Regions from separate parts of the Mus musculus genome. Here regions 1, 2, 4, 5, 6 and 7 are each linked to region 3. A link is a contact called in public Hi-C and promoter capture Hi-C data. All regions are on one chromosome and are shown on one strand. The core of a region is the stretch at or near the end of the contact, and the rest is flanking DNA. Distances in the headings are between cores, read along the strand shown. Region 1 overlaps Mrrf (mitochondrial ribosome recycling factor). Region 2 holds the start of Psmb7 (proteasome (prosome, macropain) subunit, beta type 7). Region 3 holds the start of Zbtb26 (zinc finger and BTB domain containing 26). Region 4 holds the start of Ppp6c (protein phosphatase 6, catalytic subunit). Region 5 holds the start of Ttll11 (tubulin tyrosine ligase-like family, member 11). Region 6 holds the start of Ndufa8 (NADH:ubiquinone oxidoreductase subunit A8). Region 7 holds the start of Arpc5l (actin related protein 2/3 complex, subunit 5-like).

The links. Promoter capture Hi-C pulls out the DNA fragments that hold promoters and counts their contacts. A called contact is a pair of places that touch in the nucleus more often than the background predicts. Capture Hi-C pulls out chosen DNA fragments and counts their contacts.
Region 1: a promoter capture Hi-C map of liver shows a contact between it and region 3, with 4 times the contacts expected there. The contact joins the enhancer-like site here to the promoter of Zbtb26 in region 3. A contact is called at or near these places in 10 of 39 promoter capture datasets (the 3T3-L1 cell line, 3T3-L1-derived adipocytes, the C10 cell line and 6 more), 1 of 115 datasets of contacts at active chromatin or transcription factors (large pre-B cells) and 1 of 9 other capture datasets (embryonic stem cells).
Region 2: a promoter capture Hi-C map of pre-B cells shows a contact between it and region 3, with 14 times the contacts expected there. The contact joins the promoter of Psmb7 here to the promoter of Zbtb26 in region 3. A contact is called at or near these places in 13 of 39 promoter capture datasets (the 3T3-L1 cell line, the C10 cell line, HPC-7-derived erythroid cells and 8 more), 1 of 15 datasets of contacts at CTCF or cohesin (large pre-B cells), 7 of 115 datasets of contacts at active chromatin or transcription factors (astrocytes, bone marrow-derived dendritic cells, embryonic stem cells and 2 more) and 1 of 9 other capture datasets (liver).
Region 4: a contact with region 3 is called in a promoter capture Hi-C map of adipose tissue, with 9 times the contacts expected there. The contact joins the promoter of Ppp6c here to the promoter of Zbtb26 in region 3. A contact is called at or near these places in 3 of 39 promoter capture datasets (liver and pre-B cells), 1 of 484 Hi-C or Micro-C datasets (CD4 T cells), 3 of 115 datasets of contacts at active chromatin or transcription factors (differentiating embryonic stem cells, regulatory T cells and thymic regulatory T cells) and 2 of 9 other capture datasets (adipose tissue and liver).
Region 5: a promoter capture Hi-C map of pre-B cells shows a contact between it and region 3, with 4 times the contacts expected there. The contact joins the promoter of Ttll11 here to the promoter of Zbtb26 in region 3. A contact is called at or near these places in 7 of 39 promoter capture datasets (the 3T3-L1 cell line, embryonic stem cells, hippocampal neurons and 3 more), 1 of 484 Hi-C or Micro-C datasets (CD4 T cells), 1 of 115 datasets of contacts at active chromatin or transcription factors (astrocytes) and 1 of 9 other capture datasets (embryonic stem cells).
Region 6: a contact with region 3 is called in a promoter capture Hi-C map of pre-B cells, with 5 times the contacts expected there. The contact joins the promoter of Ndufa8 here to the promoter of Zbtb26 in region 3. A contact is called at or near these places in 6 of 39 promoter capture datasets (the 3T3-L1 cell line, cranial neural crest, embryonic stem cells and 3 more) and 4 of 115 datasets of contacts at active chromatin or transcription factors (astrocytes, embryonic forebrain, epiblast stem cells and 1 more).
Region 7: a Hi-C map of muscle stem cells shows a contact between it and region 3, with 2.2 times the contacts expected there. The contact joins the promoter of Arpc5l here to the promoter of Zbtb26 in region 3. A contact is called at or near these places in 6 of 39 promoter capture datasets (the 3T3-L1 cell line, embryonic stem cells, hippocampal neurons and 3 more), 6 of 484 Hi-C or Micro-C datasets (CD4 T cells, embryonic stem cells, liver and 3 more), 7 of 115 datasets of contacts at active chromatin or transcription factors (astrocytes, bone marrow-derived dendritic cells, extraembryonic endoderm stem cells and 4 more) and 3 of 9 other capture datasets (adipose tissue, macrophages and pancreatic islet).

The regions. Positions count from the first base shown.
Region 1 is chr2:36,158,126-36,160,877 of GRCm38.p6, reverse strand. It overlaps Mrrf (mitochondrial ribosome recycling factor), which reads right to left. Exons shown (of 7, transcript NM_026422.2): 5 at 1,188-1,279. Among named protein-coding and RNA genes, the nearest start is that of Rbm18, 23 kb to the right of the region's middle. Within about 2 kb of position 1,402, at least 8 of the 459 cell types and tissues checked have an H3K27ac peak or open chromatin away from gene starts, as enhancers often do. A contact at or near this core is called in liver, where this site is marked.
Region 2 is chr2:38,642,266-38,645,280 of GRCm38.p6, reverse strand. It overlaps Psmb7 (proteasome (prosome, macropain) subunit, beta type 7), which reads left to right and starts at 1,375. Exons shown (of 8, transcript NM_011187.1): 1 at 1,375-1,440; 2 at 1,830-1,923; 3 at 3,006-3,015. The coding sequence starts at 1,379.
Region 3 is chr2:37,441,787-37,444,888 of GRCm38.p6, reverse strand. Zbtb26 (zinc finger and BTB domain containing 26) reads left to right here and starts at 1,717. Exons shown (of 2, transcript NM_199025.3): 1 at 1,717-2,202. Rabgap1 (RAB GTPase activating protein 1) reads right to left here and starts at 1,604. Exons shown (of 26, transcript NM_146121.2): 1 at 1,433-1,604.
Region 4 is chr2:39,224,854-39,227,631 of GRCm38.p6, reverse strand. Ppp6c (protein phosphatase 6, catalytic subunit) reads left to right here and starts at 1,283. Exons shown (of 7, transcript NM_024209.3): 1 at 1,283-1,465. The coding sequence starts at 1,391.
Region 5 is chr2:35,978,547-35,981,607 of GRCm38.p6, reverse strand. It overlaps Ttll11 (tubulin tyrosine ligase-like family, member 11), which reads left to right and starts at 1,788. Exons shown (of 10, transcript NM_029774.3): 1 at 1,788-2,436. The coding sequence starts at 1,984.
Region 6 is chr2:36,047,691-36,050,617 of GRCm38.p6, reverse strand. Ndufa8 (NADH:ubiquinone oxidoreductase subunit A8) reads left to right here and starts at 1,280. Exons shown (of 4, transcript NM_026703.3): 1 at 1,280-1,426. The coding sequence starts at 1,376. Morn5 (MORN repeat containing 5) reads right to left here and starts at 1,145. Exons shown (of 5, transcript NM_029309.2): 1 at 1,043-1,145. The coding sequence starts at 1,089.
Region 7 is chr2:39,006,456-39,009,551 of GRCm38.p6, reverse strand. It overlaps Arpc5l (actin related protein 2/3 complex, subunit 5-like), which reads right to left and starts at 1,413. Exons shown (of 4, transcript NM_028809.1): 1 at 1,208-1,413. The coding sequence starts at 1,356.

The DNA.
Region 1 (2,752 bases), core at 153-2,652, 1.3 Mb after region 3:
CTCATAAATTCCATATGTTAATTAGCAATGAGAGAGACACCCACAAAGCTCTGTAAGATCATCAATCCATGGCCTTAACCCATCCAACGGCTTCTCCTCACCATTAGAAGAAATCCCGATTCCTTCCATGGCCTTGAACCGCCCATCGGTACTTGTCCAAACCCTGCTCTCACTAACCTTTCTTTGAGCTTCAGGCACACCAGATTTTCTATTACTCAAACATGTCACCATCCTGTCAGTTCTTTCAAGAAAGAGTTACATTGTGTAGATCAGACTGGCCTTAAACTTCTGACTCTCCTGACCCCACTTCCCAAGTATTATCTTTTCTTTTTAAAAATATTTTTAATTTATTATTGGTGGGGAGGGGTTGCTGCCACAGCCCACACGTGAGGCCAAAACAACTCTGTAGAGTCAGTTGCTTCTTTCCACCTTTATGTGGGCTCAGGGACTGGAGTCAGCCTATCAGGCTTCTATGGCAACGGTTTGTTTTTAACCCACTGAACCATCTCATCAGCCCTGTCTTCTCTTTTCAATTTTAGGAACAAAGATCTATTTTTATTCATTTAAAACCCCATTAAGAAACAAAACAAAAAACCATGACTTTGGATCTATGCCTTTAATTCTTCAATTACCAAAGACTAATGTAAAAATAATTCGATAGGGATTATGGGGTTAGAGTTGACAAGTGTCAAGTTGCTTTGTGATCTGAGGCCTTTGCTTGCCACTCATCTTTCCTGGACTGTTTCCCCTAGGCTGATGATTCTGCCTCCTCAGCAGGCTCTCAGCAGAAGCATTAGCTCCTTACAGAATCCCCACACACTAAAACTGCCCTGTCCTCTAACTCTCCCACCACTCGCCCTCACTTGAATACCAATGCCTTTTATCTCCTCCTAGAATTTACTTCACGTGAGCTGTGATGACTCTGTGTGCTAACTTGTCCTAACTTTCCTGCCAGAAAGTGTGAGGACAAGGGGTTCTGAAATTCACTGCTGTAGACCAAGCATCTAGCACACATAGGTATTCGGTAAACAAGACTGTACCAGCAAACTGATCTTATAGCACAGCCAGAGTAAAAGACGCAGGTAAGTGAGCCACATCATTGGCCCAAGAATGCTGCAGGGCACTGGTTTCCATCCAAGGGCAACTACCCCACACCACTGGAATACGTGGATTTCAGCCAAACTTACTTAGGAATGGGTACCCGAATTAGTGTTCCTTCCACTTCTGGGTTCAGATTCATTCCACTTTCTCTTATAGCCTTGATAGCTGCAGCTGTACACTGAAAACCAGATCAAAAGGTAAACAGAATTAGTAAATAATTATTACCAGATGCAAGCCCTCTGTCGATAACTGGCAACCCATCTTGGCAGAACATGGAAACATTTAGTTCTGTTACCAGTAAGATCAGGAAGTTACACTGGTGTAGAGTGCTTTGATCAAGCTGAATAGCAAACTATGTCCACTCCTGGTACCAGTGTATTGCGGAAGGAAAAAAGAAAGAGTAGAAAAAAGAAAAAGAAAACAGCTCTGCTTCTTTGAAAAGATTTCAATGGTTTGAGGCAACACAGATCAAAACCACAATAAATTCTCAAGGGAGGAGGGCTGGTCTGTGCAAAGATCGGTGCAAAGACAGATGAAAGATTTCATACGTTAAAAAATCCAGTTGACATTTTACACTCAAAATATACCAGTGCCAATGTGGAATGAGTAAATAAATTTAACTCGTTCACATCTACACTCAATACCAAGCTTACACACACTTCAGCATAAGCAATAAACCTCCAATGGTATGCACAGCAAAAAGGGGAGAATGGCAGAAGAGTCAAAGCACGATCTTGGAGTCAGAAAAGCTTCAGTTTATATCCAGCTCTGGGACCAGGATCCCTGCGAGGTATATTTGATCATTCACAATCAGAGATGATGAGGTACCGGGACATCACTAAGACAGTGAGTGAGCTAAAGCACCTTACTCAGTGATTGGCACTGTTAACATTCAGTAAGAGCTGTTAGTGTGTGAATAAACTGTGTCCGTGTACTGAGCACAAGTTAATGGCAGAGTCAATGGAAGCATTACACTGAAACACTATCACCCTAACACCCTTCAGGAGCCCCTCTGACAGGCCCCCTCCCTGGTACAGAGTCCCTAACACTCAGCCTCACCTTGTAGCAATCCTAAAAGCAACAGAAAGTGGGTGGAAGACAACAAACTCACAAGAACAAGGCTTCTGACATACTCAAAAGTATTTCAGGTTTTTCCAGAGCAGATCATGCCATGCCACTGGAATTCAAGGCCAATCCCTGTCTTTGAGTTCCTCTCCAGCTCTTATGTCTGAAAGGCACGGAGGGTGGCACACACCAATTTTATTTCTCCAAGCATCTCACTGTTAATGTTTTAGAGGAGGTATCTAAAAAACTTCCATTCCATCTTTAAATAACCTTAATTCTATACCTGTATGAGGTCAAAATGTCAAACTAGAATATCCACACCCAGGTGTGAAGAATCTAAAGCTTTAAAATGGCATTTCTGGCATAGACTCTCAGGTTGGAAAGGGAGCTGTGATATAACCAAGCACCAGCTGTTGACTGTGAACAAGTGGCCTACAGGGTAAAGCCAAATCCTTTAGAACAGACAGCATTCTCTGACAACCCAAGAAACAGGCAATAAAGACACGACCTATCAAACGTCAGTTCCTCTCAGGGGTAAGGAGAAGCTGAACTGCACTTAGCCCACTGCTGTTACTTTGTCTTTGCT
Region 2 (3,015 bases), core at 126-2,625, 1.2 Mb before region 3:
TTCAGCTACAATCATAATAGGACATAGTAGGTGCTTAATAAATATTTGTAAATGAATTCATTTCACAGTCATGGAGGGTGTCACTTATTGCCTAAATAAGTTTAAAAATATTTTCCTGACTTCCGCAGCAAGCCTCACATTTCCATCAGTAGAAGATTTTCTTAAAATTACATAACACTGCACTCATAGTGCTGGGTAACATTATGAATTCTGTGCCCATAAACAATCCAGTGCCTCTCCTTCAGCCTTAACAACTACTGATTCACTTTATGCTTCTGCAGATTTGCCTATTTTGAGATACTTCATACAAATGGAACTCTCTAAGGCTGGGGAGATGGCCCAGAGGGAAGATGACTGAAAGAGTAAAGTGGAGAGTGGTGGAGGACTCCCAACATTAACCATACACCCACATGTACCCACAGGCATGTGAACATGATTACCACATGAATGTATAGTATATCACATGTGAATGTAATTATACAATGTGGTTCTTCTTCTCCATGCCTAGTCTCTTTATATTTAGCAAATTGTTTTCCAGGGTCACCCCTGATTTAGTAGGTATCACATTCCCTTCCCTTTTACGGCCTAATACTGTTTCACTGTGCTGATATTCCACATTTTGTTTACTCATTCATCCGTCAATGGGCATTTGTGTTGTTTCCCGATTTGCCTGTTAGGTACCTGGTTGCTATGCTCATTTGCCTAGAAGCATCTGTGAACTTAGCTTTCCAGTTCTTCTGGGTAGGTATGACAGTGATAATTTTGGTTTAAGATCCAGTTCGTTTTCCGGAGCAGATGACCGTTTTATATTCCCACCTGTCACAGAGAGTTTTTCTCTGTCCAACTCCAGTCATTGTAGTGGGTCCAAAGCAGTGTCTCACTGGGGGCTTGGGGTTGCCTTGTCCTCGTGACTCAGGGCACGAAACGTCTTTCCATGTGTCTGTTTGCCTTTCTGAGGAAGGTGAAAGCTCCGTTACACACTAACAGTAGGAAATAAGGGAGTTGAAAGGGATTTGCTCAGCGGCTTTGCCTGGACCTGGGGTGTGTGGATGTCCCTGATACACGCCGGATTCTAGTTTAACCGCAGAAACAGATCTGGTCTGAGCGTCAGGAGATTTGGTTATTGGGGGAATTTTATTATCTGATTTAACAAATTCCATCCCTTCGGCTGATCGTCAGTTTCCCCTTCCCAGGACTTGAGGCAAAACTACTTCAAAGACCCAAGCCTCTCTAGGAAGTGAGAACTCAAGAACTCTATGTCCAAGAGCGCCAGTTCGAAGTTTGCCCCGCCCTCTCGTCCCGGTCTCTCGCGGCGCCGGAAGTGCTAAGTTCTTTTTTTGTCGCTCCGCCCTCGGCCCGGAAACACTTTCTTGGCAAGATGGCGGCTGTGTCGGTGTTTCAGCCACCGGTCGGAGGCTTTTCTTTTGATAATTGTCGCAGGTGTGTTCATGCCCGGGGGCGCGATCGGGACCCGAGTGGGAACTCTGTACGCCGGATCGGAACTGGGCTGCGGCCGGGGTCGGGGGCGTGAGGCGAGCGTGGGGATGGTGCCCGCGGCCGTGTGACTCAGGGAATCGGGCCCCAGCGCGGGCTGCTTCTGAGGCCGGCGCGGCCCTCTCCCCTTGCCAGTGTGTAAGGATTTGGACTTTCCTGTGGCTTTGGAGGGATTGGGTCACCGCCCCGATCTGTAATTCCTCGCCGATGGTGCTAATAATGGGAGAATCCAGTGATCACACTGGGGTGGAAGAAAATTGAGTTCCTTCCTAAGCACCCACTCTTCTCGCCAGTGGTCTTGTCCTCTAACACTTGATTTCTGTGCCTTCCCTTAGGAATGCTGTCTTGGAAGCGGATTTCGCAAAAAAGGGGTTCAAGCTCCCGAAAGCTCGGAAAACTGGCACTACCATCGCGGGGGTGGTGTATAAGGTAAGCCTAGACAGGCCGACCGTAGCGGTAACTGACCTATTAACCGTAGTTAGACCACTTGGACTCAAGCTTCCAGCTAGAACTGTCAGAGTGCATCATGAGAATCGGCTTTTATTAGGGAATGCCTTGATCAAGAGGTTTTACATGTTAAATAGTTTGTATTTACTCATTTTGAAGTTTTACACATGAGGGCAATTTGGCTTTTCCTAAGGTACTCTAGGAAGCAGGATGCTACAATGGGAAAGCACAGAATTTGGGATTAATTGGTTTGTTTAGATGTTTAATGCTTCCATACTGTTTCTAGTGAACTACTTGGGCAGTTTAGTCCCCCCCCCCCCCCCCCCCTTTGAGACAGGGTCTCATTATATAGCCCCGATTGTTGTAGATCAGGCTGCTTTAAACTAGAAATTTACCTGCTTCTGCCTCCACAACGTTGGGAGAGCCACTCTGCCCTCAGCCTTTTTTTTTTTTTTTTACAGAGTTAAATCTCTATCCATCAAATGGAGATAAATCCTGAAATAAACTGTAAAGATAATAAAGGCTAGCGATTAATGTTGTTAGTGGGGTGAAGAGAGTCACATTTCAAAAACTAATAGAGGTGACTGTTTCCTAAATTTTCTCTGTGTATGTGCTTGTACATATGCTATGGGACAAGTGTAGAGGTCAGAGAACAACTTGGTGGAGTCCATTCTGAGCTTCATGTGGCTTCTTACAATGGAATTCAGTTTTCCAGGCTTGCCCGACTAGTGTATTGTACTTGCTGACCTATTTTGTTGGAAATATTTTGTTGGAAAGATTGTGGGTCTTCATTCCACATTTTTTCTTTCCAGTTTAGCTCTGTGATTTAAAAGGAATTTACTGAATCGTTGCGCCTTGATTGAAGATGGAAATGAGTCTTAATCACCTCAAGAATTAGCCATTGACATTTATTAAGGATGTACTAATAATGTAGGACAATAGTTTTGGTAGGAATTTTGACTGGGGATATGGAATTCTGGGAGCAGAGAATGGCCAACATTGTTTTTCTTAAATACTATCTTATGTATATAAATTGTTGAAAACCTTTTTTCTCTAAAAAATAGGATGGCATAG
Region 3 (3,102 bases), core at 468-2,967:
CACAAGAGGGGCTACCTGAATAAATGAATTGCAAGAGCTATGCAAACACACTTTTAAAAAGCAGTGCTTTGTTTGTTTGTTTGCTTGTTTGTTTTTCGAGACAGGGTTTCTCGGTATAGCAGTGGCTGTCCTGGTACTCATTCTGTAGACCAGGCTGGCTTCGAACTCAGAAATCCACCTGCCTCTGTCTCCCGAGTGCTGGGATTAAAGGCGTGCACCACCATGCCCGGCTAAAAGCAGTGCTTTTTTTAAATGTATTTTTTAGACACTAGCAATAAGCACTATGAAAATTGAGGCAGACCCTGATAAAAATGTGTGAATGAACCAAGAATGCAGAAAACTAAGAAGACATTTCTGAAAATAATTTATATAAAAGGCCTGAAGAGGCACCTTGTGTTTATGGGCAAGAAGACATAAAATAATAATAATAATAATAATACTATTCAAAGCAACCTACAGATTTACAAAAACGGAAAAAAAAAAAAAACGTTCCAAAAGCCGTTTCCCAAGAAATGGTAGTCAATCCTCAAATCAATACAAAAGTATGGCTGAAGATGTAGCTCAGTAATACAGTATTTGCGTATCATGAAAAGTCCTAGGTCCAGTTCCTGATACTAAATTCAGATGGAAGTGAAAAACATCTCGAAGAACCAAAACAGTCTTGAATAAAGATGGAGCACTCACAGTAAATGCCAAACTGCCTGCAAAGTTACGATTATTAAAGCAGTATGGTACTAGCACAAGAATAAACATAGACCACCGTACTCTAGACAGCCCAATAAGAAACTCTCATAAAGCGAACTGATTTCCAAAAAGTCCACTCAATGGGCAAAAAGTTCACCTTTTCAACAGATATTACGGAAAATGGATATCCACAAAATAATACAAGGAGTTAATGCGGGAATAGCTAGCAGTGGTTATACAACATTGTACAAAGCCACTTAGCTTTAAGCTTGGAAAAAGATTAAATTGATAATTATTTCTGTTTCCTATAATAACACCACCAAACGGTAAATAAAACAAATGTAGAGAAAGCAATAACTAAGTGGATGGGCAAAGTAAAGGGAATTCAGAATGATTTCCAGATTTTCTCTTTGGGAAGAGGCCCTGTATGATTGTTTCACCAAACAAGAACTATAGCTAGGTAGGCCTGGGCATGAACTTGTTACGAAAAAGGCACACTAAACACTGGACAACAGGAAATCGGTCTAAGTGGCTGGCTCCAGTGCTCAAGAGAGGTATTCAGGTTAACCACAGATTTGTGAACGGCTAGGGTAACCAAAGATAAGGAAGGCAAGAGATTGACCTGGGAACATAAAAGGAAGATTTCCTAAGAAACACCAGTATCCACAAGGGACGGGACCCAACAACAGCTTTCTGCATTCCAGGCTCCCACGCAGCGAGTCCACATCCCTGGGCGGGAGGGACTTACCACGGCTTGTTCGCAGACAGGCTGCTCAGGCCCATGCAGGCAACGGTCAGCGGGAGCACTTCGTGACTGCAGCCGCGAAGAAGAGAGCTCGGGCCCGCCTTCTACCGAAGAACCACAAGCAGCAGAGCTCACGAAGCCGACCCTCCGCAGCCCGATTCCCTGGCCTCGCCCCGCCCACAACGCGGAAAGTCCCTCTCAGGGGCCCGTCGTCCTCCGAGCATTCCGATTGGCGGAGATGACCATGGGACCTGGAAGTTGTCTTTGTCCGGCCAGGGCTGCCCTTCCGGTTCCGTTGGGTCCCCCTTTGGCTCAGGTTGCCTGCCCCTCCCCCTTCCCGGAGCCCCGAGGGGCCGCAGCTCCTGGTTTTGCCAGATGTAGATGGCGACCTTCCCCCCGGGTCTGTAAGTTCGGAGGCCACCCGAGAGCCGGGCTAGGGTGCGGGGTCTCTGGAAATGGAGCCCCCGTGGGGACCTGGATCGGCCGCAACCTGCCCTGGGATGGGAGCCAAGGAGCTGGTCTAGGCCCCCAGACTTTTGAGCCATTGGACTGGCCCATGCTGCATCCCACTTTCTTCCCCTTCCCGAATCTGCAGTGGGGAATCTCAGGATGCCCCAGGGACCGCTTCCTGAGACCCTCTATATAGGGCCCTGTAGCTGGCCAGGAAGCCAGACTCTGGCATTTTGTAAAAAGTGCTGCAGTTGAGGCCGGCAGAAAACTGAACGGCGGGAGCTAGCCAAGGCAAGGCCTTCAGTGCCAACCGCGAGTCTACTGTAAGTGCCAGGTTTTGATGGGTTTTACCCTTGCTCAACCGCGGATTACAGCACCTTTTGAATTACTGGTGTTATGCCATTCAATAGAGGTTCATCAAATATCCAGTGTTCATCTCCAGTTTGGAAGCGACATTTATAAGCAAATTGATGTTCGTAAGAGGGTGGAGGGTATGCAATATGTTACTTTAATCAACTGCTCTAAGGACAGTTGCTGGGAAGCCTGTAGAAGAGAGTGGCCTCTAAATCCTACTTCTTGATAAAGAGAACTCGTGAAATTACTTTTTCCAAAAAAAGAAAAGTTGTAGTGGTACTGAGACGTTACAGACTATGAGAAAAAGGAATAGGGACAGGGAGGTTGTGTACATAAGAGTTTGAGTTGGAGAAGTAAAGTGAAATCCAAATAGTGAAAAGTTTAACCAACACTAAATGAGATGAATTATCTTTTTGAAGCTCTTTGAGCAGGAAACTGATATGGTCAGATTTGTACTACAGAAAGTAATTTTGTTCTCTGGGAAGCCTGTAGAATAGAAATAGCTGACTCTGGGTTCTCTTAGCTAAAGTCTAGGTACTTATATTTGAGATTATTTTGAAAAGGTGATGACGTCCTGGTGAGATGCATTAAAATCTAAAGTAGAGTTACGGTATTGTTACAAGAAAGGAGGCAAGTGCTAATGTGTCATAGATAATTATACGCTGAAAGAGAAGAAAAAGTAAGTCTTAGAATTTAAGCAGTTGACATTTGAAGAATAGCAATGCCATAATCAGAAATAAAACCACAAAGAATTACAAATTCAGTTTTTGAGTTTGAATTTATGTCTAAAGGGATAGTGACATACAGCTGCCCAGTGTAGGAGCTGGGGACACAGATATGGAGATGAGCCTCAGCGTCATAGCATGTAG
Region 4 (2,778 bases), core at 34-2,533, 1.8 Mb before region 3:
GTTTTTTTTTTTTTTTTTGAGACAAGGTCTTCTGGTTGACCTGCAACATGCTACATAGACTAGGCTATCCTAGAACTCACAGTTATCCAGCTGCCTCATCACTGCTGTGGTCAAATATGTGGTACACTATGGTCAGGTTAATTCTGAATCCTGTGTCAACCCATCCTCCTTACTATGCTGGAATGTTTTCCTTAAATTATCACTTTCTAACATGCTCTGAGTAATTTATTATATTTGTCGGTTATCTCTAACAGAATTAAATTGCAAGTTGAGGACAGATTTTTTAATACATTATTTTTTATTATTTTATTTATTTTGACTGCAAATATATTTCTGTACCACATGCACACAGTGCCCAGAAGAAGGTGTCTGATCTCCCGTAACTGGACTTGAAAGCAGCCACGTAGATGCTAGTAATAGAACTTGGATCCTCTGGAAGAACAGCTAGTGCTCTTAACTAATGAGCACTCTTTCCAGCCCCAAGGATAGAGATTTTTGTCTATTGCAGCCATTGGTTATTCTAACTGCCTATAAGTGTATCTGTACTTTGTTGCTATTCAATATAGAGTTGTCAAATGGACCAATGTTAAAGCTATAGTAGGTGTCAAGAACTGTTCTTGGCACTGGGATACGACAAAAAAAAAAAAAAAACCTTTCCGGCCCCCTCCTGGAACTCACCGGATTAAGTCAGTAGCCTGTTTTTCAGTCTAGGATCCATCTTTTCTGTTTCCTTTGAGATTTTGGGGCAAATAACACATGCAAACTTTGCATTCTTACAGTCTTACAAGAATTGAACAGGAGAAAAAAAAAGTGCCAGTATTTGTACAGAATGTGGCATAAGAAATGCTTTATTGTTTGTTTCTTCCCCCACCCACCACCCACCCCACCCCCCAGCCAGAGAACCGGTGGTGTTAAGTTTGTTTCAAATGTTGTCTAGGCCAGGTCTTCAGTAGTCCTGGAAAGGCGGTAACAGTAACTCTTAACTTTAACTGAAGATACTTTACAGGGTAGGAGTGAGAGCCAGGGAATTCTTAGTTAACCACTTCATGGTCTTCCTTAGAAAAAGCCTCATTTGAGGTGAAGTCTGTTGCCAAGGATAGGAAAGGAAGAGCATTTTACTAAAACTACAAATCCCAGCACGCCCCGCGGCAGAGAGCTACGGGTCCCAGTAGGTTTTATCAAAAGGACCTCCGGGTTCTCTTGGAGATAGATCCGTGGCCCGGAATTCCGCCTGAGAGAGAGAGCGGAACGGGTCAGGCTTTTACGTCGCTTCGCAGACGCCACTCACGGATCGGACGTGACGTAAGGAGGGTTCCGGATTCGGCCTCCGCCGCTGCCTCCGCTACTACAGCCGCTGCCGCTGCTGTCGCCGCGGCTTGTTCTTCCTAAAATGGCGCCGCTGGATCTGGACAAGTATGTGGAGATAGCGCGGCAGTGCAAGTACCTTCCCGAGAACGACCTGAAGGTGAGCCGGGCCGGAGGCCGTCCAGCTTGCGAGGCAAGCCCCTTCCGGCTGCGGGGCTCCCGCCGGCCCGCCCTTCTCCCTCGGCGGGATCCCTACCGGGCGCCCGATCCTGGCGCGGCGGAGGGCGCTCCGCGGTGCGAGAGGACCGGGTCCGAGGCGGCGTGACGCGGAGAACCAGGGGAGCCCGGATCCCCCGAATGCTGTCCAGTTCTTTGAGGGGAGATCCCGGGGGATGTCACGATCCCCTGACCCTCACGGGACTCCGAGCTTAAAGACTCTCACTCTAACTCGCTCGGCCTCCCGGAGACGGAGCCGGGCCGAGCGGGTAGTGCTCCCGGGATGGGGTCCTCCCAGCAGAGGTAACAGGAGCCGCTGTCTGCTCCAGGGACGCGGCCGCGGTGTGTTTAAGTCCCTGAGAGGTGGAAGCCGGTGGGCGGGATCGATGCGACCATAATGGGAGAGAATGACAAGTCGCCTCAGCTTCACCACTCCCCTAAATTGCTTCTTAGGAGTGGTAGTTTTCTTCTGATGATTTGGATGTGGATCTCATTTCTTAGCCCGTTGTTGAGCTATTTAAGTGAATAAGCAGTTGCTTATCAATAAGTTCAAATGTTTTTATGACCTCTGAGCTGTTCCCCTGTAACTCAAGGTGTCGTTTTCTTGGTTTTCCAAAGGAGGTCTTACTCAGTTCAGGCTAAGTTAATGCAGTAAAGAAGTAAGCCGTTGGTGTACCACTGTTATCAACCGTATTTTGTTTCTGCAAAAACTAGTGCTTAGGACCACGTTGGTGTTTATCCGATGGTTGCTAATGTCTGTTTTATTCCGTTAACTTTGATTTGCTATGTAGTCAGTCACTCTCGATCATTTGAATTTTTTTTTCATGCTGTTTTTGTAATATTTTTAAGCCACAGGCTTAAAACAATTTTTTCAAGAAAAAAATTGCCTTTTTCCTAACGAATTTTATTTCTCTTGTGAAGATTTTGCTCTGTGTCTGTTTTCTTGTCTCATCTAGTACATGAAGTTTATATTTAAATCAGCCAACAAGTATGCAAAATGTTTAAGACCTCAAGTGTTGGTTGTGTGAAAGTACATAGCTTGTAACTTACATACTGACTGCCTGTGTTACATGATTGGTGTTCATATTCAGCCACCTGAATCAGGCATTTGCCTTGTCTTCCTGCTTGGTAATTTTGTTTTGTCTTGTTTTTGCTTTCTTCCTGAGATAAGATCTTAATATAGTTCTTGCTGGGGCTGGAGAGATATCTCAATGGTTAAGAGCACTTGGCTGCTCTTCCAGAGGACCTGGAAATTCT
Region 5 (3,061 bases), core at 539-3,038, 1.5 Mb after region 3:
ATTTTAAGCATTAATGAATGAGAGACATCAGGTGGGACAGGATTTGGGGTGTCCTACTATTCATCTCCAGAACTTTCCTTACTGAAAGCATAACCCTGAACTAATTCCTGAGGGAGAGTGAATGGCTGGGCAGGGAAGGCCCCACGGACAGCTCCAGAACTCTCCGAAGGCCTCAGGCAAGTCTCTGGTTCTTGATATTGGGGCCTTAGAATCAACGGGGCAACTTTAACAATCCCGCCCACCCCCAACCAGTCACACCCACAGGCTCAACCAGATGTTCTGGGCCACAGGGTAAGCACCTCAAGCACCTACAGGTTCTTGACGCCTCCACACCTGGGTGGGCCTCGAGGCAGCTTGTTCACACACTGAAATTCCCGGCCAAGGAAACAAGACTTTTGGAGAAATGCAGGAGGGGCCATTTTCCCCCAGGACCCTTAAAACTAAATGTGGCAGAACTCACTGAAGTGCAACCACGGCCACTGGTCAGTCCAGGCTGCTGTTACGACTTTCTAACCCCATTTTCTGAAACTTTCAAGTTAACCCAAATGTGGCTCCCTCAGGCAGGAGAGGACCCTCTTCTAGATCAACTCTACATTTTTATGCCTACCTTAGTTGGGTATAGGAGTTCATCACTCAGGAGGCAGAGGCAGGCAGAACTTTGTGAGTTTGATACCAAGTGGTCTATATAGTGAGTTTCAGGACAGCCAGGCCTGCTAAAGAGACCATCTTAACAACAACAAAGTATGGCAGCCATGAAAAACTGAAAGGAGGGGCTCAAAGAAATACTTGTACATGAATGTTAATGGCACTATTAGTCACAAGAGTCAAGGGATTAAAATAACCAAAAAGTCCGCAGAAAGGTCTATGGAAGAATAATTGTGCACGCACACATAGAATATTTGTAAGCTTTATGATGGAGTAAAATTCTGACACCCACTATGATGAAAAACAAAAACAAAAACCTTGTGAAGCCAAATAAGATAAAAACAAGAGGTACCCCAGTAGTTAGATTCAAGGGGGAAATAGACTTGTGGTGACCAGGGCTGTGGGGTGGGAATCCCAGGAGTTAGTTTATGGGTATGCTTTCAATATGAAAAGTTCTGAAGATGAATGGTAGAGATGGTTTGCACCACAGTATGAATGCACTGAATGCCACTGAAGAGTGAATTAAAAATAGATTAAATGAGGGCTGGAGATGAAGGCTCATCTGCCATTCATTTCCTGGAACCACGCAGCAGGTCACATCAGGGAATCTGATGCTCTCTTCTGGCCTCCTTCTCCACCAGGAACATGCATAGTACACATACATACATGTAGGCAAAATTATACACACCACACACATAATAAATTTAAAAATAATTAGTACGTTTTGTTATATGTTTTTATTGTAATAAAAAGTGTTGCCCTCTACAAGTCTAGGAATCTGAAGGGCTTCTCCATCTCATGGGAGAGACCTGAAAACCGACAAAGGTGGCCTCCAGCCTCAGTCTGAGGCTCACAGAAAAGGAGTCGATGAATGTAGTAGGACTGGGGAAACTAAGTCTCGTGTTTGAGGAAGATGCCGCTCTTCCCAAGTCCTTCCCTTTCCAAGCTCGGGAGCGAGACAGGAGCGCAACCTCTTTTACCCTCAGCCCCACTATAAATCATTCCTAGCCAGTCCCTGAGTGCTCAGAAACTCTGCATGTGTGACAAGCTGCCCTCTTCCAAGATGGCTATCGCCACCTCTGTGACAGGCCTGGTCACGTGGACGCGCTCGCTTGTGAGGTCGCCGGGCCCGGCAGGCGATTGTCCCTTGCGGGGCCCCGTCCCGAGGCGGCGACTATCCCTGTCAACCGGGGCCTGAGAGATCATGGCAACGGGCTCGGGCGGGGAGCGCGTGGCGGCGGCGGCGGCGGCGACGGCGGCGGCAGTTTGGTCGCGGGCCGGGACGGCGGAGCAGCGGCGGCGGCGGTGGCTGTGGCGCCGGCACCGGCCCTGAGCGTCATGCGGCGCAGCAGCCCGGAGAAGAAGCCGGAGGCTGAGTGGGAGGCGGACGCGGCGGCGGCGGCGGCGGCGACAGCAGCGGCGACCGAGTCGCTACCGGCGGAGACTGAGAAGCAGCAGGGCGTGGACGCTGGCGCGGCCGGGGATCCAGAGCGCCTGGAGCTGGAGGAGCAGCCCAAGGACGTGGGCCGGATCCCGACCCCGACGCGACGCCACGCGCCCGAGGAAGGAGAGGCCCGCGTCGTCCGGCGGCTGCCACCAGCGCTGCCCCTGGCCCAGCCGAGGCCGGCGGCGCGGGCCCTGAGCCAGCTCGTGAAGGCACGGGGCCGGAGCCGGAGCCGGGTCTACCGGCGGAGCGCAGGCTCGATGCGGCCGGTCACCGTGGACAGCTCCAAGGCCCGCACCTCCCTGGACGCGCTCAAGATCAGTCTTCGCCAGCTCAGGTGGAAGGAGGTGAGGCCCGCCGGCCCGGCGCGTGGGCACAGGGGGGTCGTCCCGAGGCCTGGCCCCCGGAGCCACTTCCCAGGTCAGGTCAGCCCGTCTCTGCTCTGCTCCCCTACAGCTTTTCTTATGTCTGCAGCCCTGGCCTCGTCAAGCTGTAGATCCTGGTTTATCCGTCCTGTCTTCTCCTCTGTTGGCCCCGGGGCCAGGGGCCACCTTTCACTTTCTGCATTTCAGTGATATTTAAAGTTTAGTAAACTTTCATGCTTAGAGTGCCACTCTTGGGCCAGGTTTGTGCTCGCCAGCGCCTCACTACACTCTTCAACTTAGCTGTGCGACCTTGAGCAAGCTACTTTTCTTCTTTTGGTCCCGTTTACCTCGGTAAAGGGAAGCCGGTTCGTTCCGGTTTGGAGCATAGTGCCTAGTGCTTGCACAAGGTTTCAGCAAATGACAACCTACTTTCATCACGATCTTTTACCACCACCACCATCACCACCACCGCAGACACTGATTGGGGGATGTAGCAGGTGACAGTAAGTGGGGGTGAAAGCATGTGTGAGCAGATGAATCACCCTTGAATTCATTTCAGACCTTTTAAGGGACGGGGTGGGACAAAAGCACCAACGAATCCGAGAGG
Region 6 (2,927 bases), core at 31-2,530, 1.4 Mb after region 3:
AAAGCTGACTGAAGATGTGGACAGCATCCCATTATATATATTACTGCCACTCTCTCTAAGAATCTGTCCCTGTGCTTGGCTAGACCACTACTCCTGCTTCCTCAAAACACCCTGCAGTTCCTCTAGCCTGTGCATACAGATCCTCCTTCATCTCTGCATCTCTACAGCCCCATGAAGTGCTTTATAGCCCAAACAACTATCGCTTATCTGTCCATTACCCACCCCCCCAGCATCGGCCTCTCCAGCTCTAAAAAATTTTCTGCTTTCTTCATCCAGAGCTGCTGGCAAGGCAAAGTGACCATCTCACATGTGGTCTGCCTCTCTTGACCACAGGGCTGACCTTGATTACTTGTCATAACTGTGTTACGCTTAACCGTCCCACTGTGTTTGCAGGGATTCTGACCAGGGTCAAATTCAAAATCTGGACACAGAGAAAAATCAGTATTTGCCGAATAGCACTTTCTTTTCTTTTTCTTTAATATTTATTAATTTATTATATCTAAGTACACTGTAGTTGTCTTCAGATATCCCAGAAGAGGGTATCAGATCTCATTACAGATGGTTGTGAGCCACCATGTGGTTGCTGGGATTTGAACTCAGGACCTGTGGGAGAGCAGTCAGTGCTCTTAACTGCTGAGCCATCTCTCCAGCTCTGAATACCATTTTCTAGTTTTCTTTGCCTGCATAATTTTTTAAATATTTATTTTTTAATGTGTATGTTTTGCTCTCATGTATATAATGTGTACCATGTGCATGCCTGGTGCCTACAGAAGCCAGAAGAGGAACTTTGGTTACAGATGGTCATGGGTGCAGGGGATACGCGCACGCGCTCGTACACACACACACACACACACACACACGAATGAATGAATGAAAGAATGAATGAGTGAATCCTACCTATGCGACTTATTAGGTATCTGTGCTTGAGCACTATAGTTGAACAAGTTTTTGAAAGCATTTGGCTGAGGGTCCTTGGCGGAGGCTTAAAAACAGTTGTCTTTCACTAGCCTGAAAGTGGAGACATGGACGAATGGGGGCTTACCTCCCGTTTATGTATTCCCCGAAATACTGGCTCCCGGTGTACTGCATGTTAACAGCTAGTGTCTAACAGACACCAACTTCAGCTGTCTTGGCGTCACTATGACAACCAGGAGATGTGGGCGGAGACCAGATGAAGCCCCGCCCCTCGGGACCGCTAGACTTCCTGGAATGGCTTACGCTTCGCCTCCTCCAGCGGCCCTAGAGCAGTGCGCTTGCGCGTCGCTGGAGACGCATGCGCAGATGGTACCGGGCAGTCTTGGCCAGCCAAAGGGGACTTGAAGGAGACGGGCGACACGGCCGAGGGCACCTGGTCAGGGTCGCGGCTACCGCCGTCATGCCGGGGATAGTGGAGCTGCCAACTCTGGAAGAGCTGAAAGTGGAGGAGGTGAGGCTCTTCCTGAGGGCAGGCGGGAAGCCTGGGATTGCAGCTTTCAGGCGGGCCCAGGCACGGTTCCGGCCTCTGCGACCTGCATGGTCACATCTCGCCTTGGCTCCAGCCATTCCTGTGCGCACTGCGACCGGCCTCTCTTCTTGTGAATCGGGTGATACTTTCCATTAGCATCACCTAGCCCCTTGCTCTCCCTCCCGGTGAGGCGAGCCTGCCTCCTCTTGGTGCTCACCTTCCCCTTCCAAGTCTGTCAAAATCTCGGTGCAGAGCAGGCCTGGGTGCCGCGGCAGCACACAGTACGTGTTGGACAGTGAGTCTGGCATGGGCCAGGGTGTTTTGGTAATGGGACACAAGTAAAGCATTTACTTCTTCGAGAGACATTTAAGTATTTGTTATGTGCACGTGCAATGGGAAGTAAGAGACAGTGCCCAGCTCTTATAGTTTATAGTTTTATAAAGAGACAGATAAAGAGGCTGTACAGCACAGTGCATGGCTCTGTGAAACGTGAAGTAAAAGTGGTGTGCTATTGTAACTATCACAAACATGATCACTCCATTTCTAAAGGCCGGGCTGCTAATTGGAACACAAAGTAAGGTAGGGTATAACTGGTTTCCCTTGTAGACCAGAAATAGGCCCCAAGAGTAGAAGCGATTTGCCCAAGGTCACATAGACAGTGTATGGAAGACTTGTAACAGGAACCCAGATCTTTTCTGAAACCCAGCCTGTTAAATCTTTCAGCCAAAGTGCAACAGAGTGAGGAAGGACTTGTAGAACCGTGTTGTCGAGGAAGCTGAGAGCTGTCTGATGTCAGCCTACTGTTAGATTAGCGGTGCTAAGCCTCTAGAGAAGTCACTGACGAGGCGGGAACAGTTTGGACTTTATACTGTGAGACAGAGGGAAAAGATGGCTGTGTTGTCATGGCAGGCACTGTGTTGAATGTTCTCCTATACGACTTCACGTAGGCTCTCACAAACCTGTGAGGATGGCAACTTGGTATTTTCCTCAGATGAAGAAATTGTTAGCATATTTATATGAAATTGACTTAGAGGCGAGAGAAAGGATTTTCCTATCAGCCAGTCTTTTATTCTTATCCCACCGTGTAACTGGTCAAACATGAGTTGACATATTTTGTTAGATGTTTAATTTGGCTTAGCAAACATTTCATGCAAAAGCATCCTAATAAATTTCTCTTTAAAGTTTGCACAATTGGTATATATAATTATGTAAATAACCAGAGTAGTAAAAGTTAAAACACATGATTAGTACTAACACATGAAAGGCGGGCAAGCAGATTTGATGTTGGAGCTGATGTCTAGCCCTTTCTTTGGCTTGGTCATTTTGAGTAGCTTTCAGCACTTGTGGACAAGGGGTTTTGCTCAAAGTGAGATGACTCTGGCTGTACAGTTCTCTATGAGAATATAAGATGGGTAGACTAGCCACATTAGGCTTAATGTAAAACATGGCATTTGAAGGCTGGTACAAAGATGAAGTTGTGGGG
Region 7 (3,096 bases), core at 164-2,663, 1.6 Mb before region 3:
TCAATATAATTAGGATTCTGGCCCAAATGCATCGTTCTGGAGCCTTGTCAACAGTACCTGCACATAAACCAGTCAGTACCCTGCACCATTCTAAAAACCAATCTTCCCTCTAGGGGCCTTCTCATGACCCAATTTAACCATCAGAATGGTGCAGGAAATAAGTTTGAAATCTCCACATTTCAAAAACATATTCTTGTTCAGTCTAAAAGGGTTGTTTTCAAGATATATTAGAGGAGCACTATAGGACTCCTCCCAAAAGCGGTACACCTGACTTCCCAGGCTGAGTCAACTGATTAAACAGCCAGAACCTGATTTATATACAGCAAGAGCCTCCAACCCTACCCTGGCAAGTGCGGGGGAGGGGTACACACTTCCTGTCAAGCTATTTGAATAAAGAAAAAAAAAATCTTCCTGTGAGAATAAATCAGTTTCCTGTGGTGCTCAAACTGCTAAGAGACCAAGCCAGCTGTGACAATCACCTCTATTTTTACTCTTCTGTTCTAAATGCTTGTTTTCTGTGGCCACCAGCAGTCATTTTCAGTCGTGGGGAGCCACTTTTACATTTGACACTGTATGGTGTTTTTGAGCTCTGAATCACTAGCTTTTTCCACGCTTTCTGCACAAGGCGGTTAATGGCAGAGTCGCATTACTTGTTGAATGTACTTGGTCCATAAAGGCGCAAAACCCAACGTGCTGAGGAAAGTGGCGACAGGTGAGAAAAGGTAGCAGGCCATATCACACCTGAGGGCTGGACCTTAAAGCACACCTCCCCCACCTCCGCCCTCTAGTCAGTCTTCCTCCAACCATCCACCCACCTATTTTCACGCCGGGCTACAATCGGGCCCAAGAAAGCCAGTTAGACAAGCGCAGTAGGGCAGTGGCCCTGGCTGCTCAATGAATCCAAGGTGGTTCACCTCGGTCCCTCCTGAGGGCAGCACCTGGGAATGACCCCGCTTACTATAAGGAGGGATAAAGGGATACCAAGGCCGATGCACGGACACCCAGAAGGATGCGGAGCGCAGCAGAGCAGAGGGAGAGGAGCTCCAGGGCTGCGCTGCTGAGAAAGGCGTAAGGCCAACCACAGACCGGGAGAACCTGGGACTGACAGGAGCCGGGAGGGGCTGGGGTTGGGCGGAGGACCGGGAGACTGGGGCTGGGGTGATCAGGGTGCGAAGGCCGAGCCGGGCCGCCGCGCCGGGAAGGATATTGCCGCAGGAGCCCGTCTACCTCGCAGGGGTCGGGGCCTGGCTCGCCCGCCGCCGCCGCTGCCTCTTCGTGCTCGTCTACGAATTTGTTCTCGTCAAATTCGTCGATATCCACGCGGCGGAAGCGTGAGGACAGTGTGTTCCGGGCCATGGCGGGAGCGCGGCGGCCACTCAGCCGCCTAGGCTTCGCTCTTTCCCGGCTCCCCTCCGCACCGGCTCCGCTTGGGGGCGGGAAGCGGCCGCCAGGCACCGCCTCCCCTCCTCCGCGCGCAGCCGCCGTCGCCCGCCCACTTCCGGGATGCGCCGGAACCGGAAGCTCTTGTGGGCGGAACTGCGCCGTGGGATCGTGGAATGCTGATGAAGTGGTGTCAGGCGTTGCAGCCGTAACTCTGTCCTCTCCGAAGCCGGGCTGCTGGTATAGCCAGCGCTTCTGTCCGCTCCGGAGGAAGAAATCTTAGAGCTAAGGGATGGCAGGGAGTGACGCGCAGTGCCGGAGTCTCTTAAGCACTGACCCACAAGAGGACCCACTTTGTTAAAAGTAAACGGCTTTAAAGGCGTTGATGTGTAACCCAGGGGCTGGCAGGACGCTTGATAACATCCTTTCTTGAGGATGTAACGACTCCTGCGGGCGTTCCGAAAATTAAAGAGGATTCTGTGGCCACCTGTACTCCTGACTGAAGAGGCATATTTTAGGAGGCGAAAGCTGCAGAATCCCCAGGATTCTTTCTATTTCAGACGTAGGCTAAAATGAATCTTTTCTTGTAACTATATGAAAACTATTTAATAAAAAATATTAAAAAAAAAGAAAACTATTACATTTTAACCTAGTAGAACTCGAGCAAAAAAAATTAGGTGAGACATGGTTTTGCTCCTGCTACACATAGCGAGTAATGTGGCACATGCCTTATTCCAGCCCTTAGGAAGCAGTGGCAGGGGGTTCTTGTGAGTTCTAGATAGTTTTGACTACATAGTTCTAGATCAGCCAAGACTACAGAGTGAAACCCTGTCGGGAAATTTAAAAAAGAAAAAAAGTGCTATTCTTGGAGACCTGGGTTCAGTTCCCAGCATCCACATAGCAGCTCACAGTGCTCTGCGACTCCACCTCCAGGGAGATCCAGTCACCTCTGCCGGCACAGCACATACATGGTACATGTAAAATTTAAAAATGTAAGGGCTGTCTTAATTACATCAGGGATGGCAAAGTACAGTGCCTGTAAGTTTTTTGTCTTCAAAGATGGGGAATGTAATTGGGAATTCAAAAATATTGTGAATCCTGGGTTTAATCCTAGCACTACAAAAAATGTCCAGAAATATGATGTATATTTGTAACTCTAGTAGAATCCTGGTCATCTTTAGACTTCCATTTAAAACTAATCCACACTCGGTTCATTTCTCCTTATCCCATTTACAAAAGGCTTATTCATTCTATCCAACCAGTATCCCCATCCTGGGCCTGAAAAGCATTAAACCCTCAGAGACCTTCAAGACTGGCTCTGGAAACAGGCACACAAACACATGGCTTAACTCAGCTTGGTACTTAAGAGCACTTAGGATACAAGGGTACGCTGCTACACTTGGGATGGGAGGTGACTAAAAAATGTTCATTACAGTACCTTTTTTGTTTTTTTGGTTTTTGGTTTTTTGTTTTGTTTTGTTTTGTTTTGTTTTCTCGAGACAGGGTTTCTCTGTATAGCCCTGGCTGTCCTGGAACTCTGTAGACCAGGCTGGCCTCGAACTCCGCCTGCCTCTGCCTCGCGAGTGCTAGGATTAAAGGCGTGCGCCACCACGCCCAGCTTTCATTACAGTACCTTGAGTACCTCTTCTATCAGCATCAAGTCATGAACAATTGAGAAACTGCTGGAAAAATGGGCAGCTGCTGAATGGAGCTTGG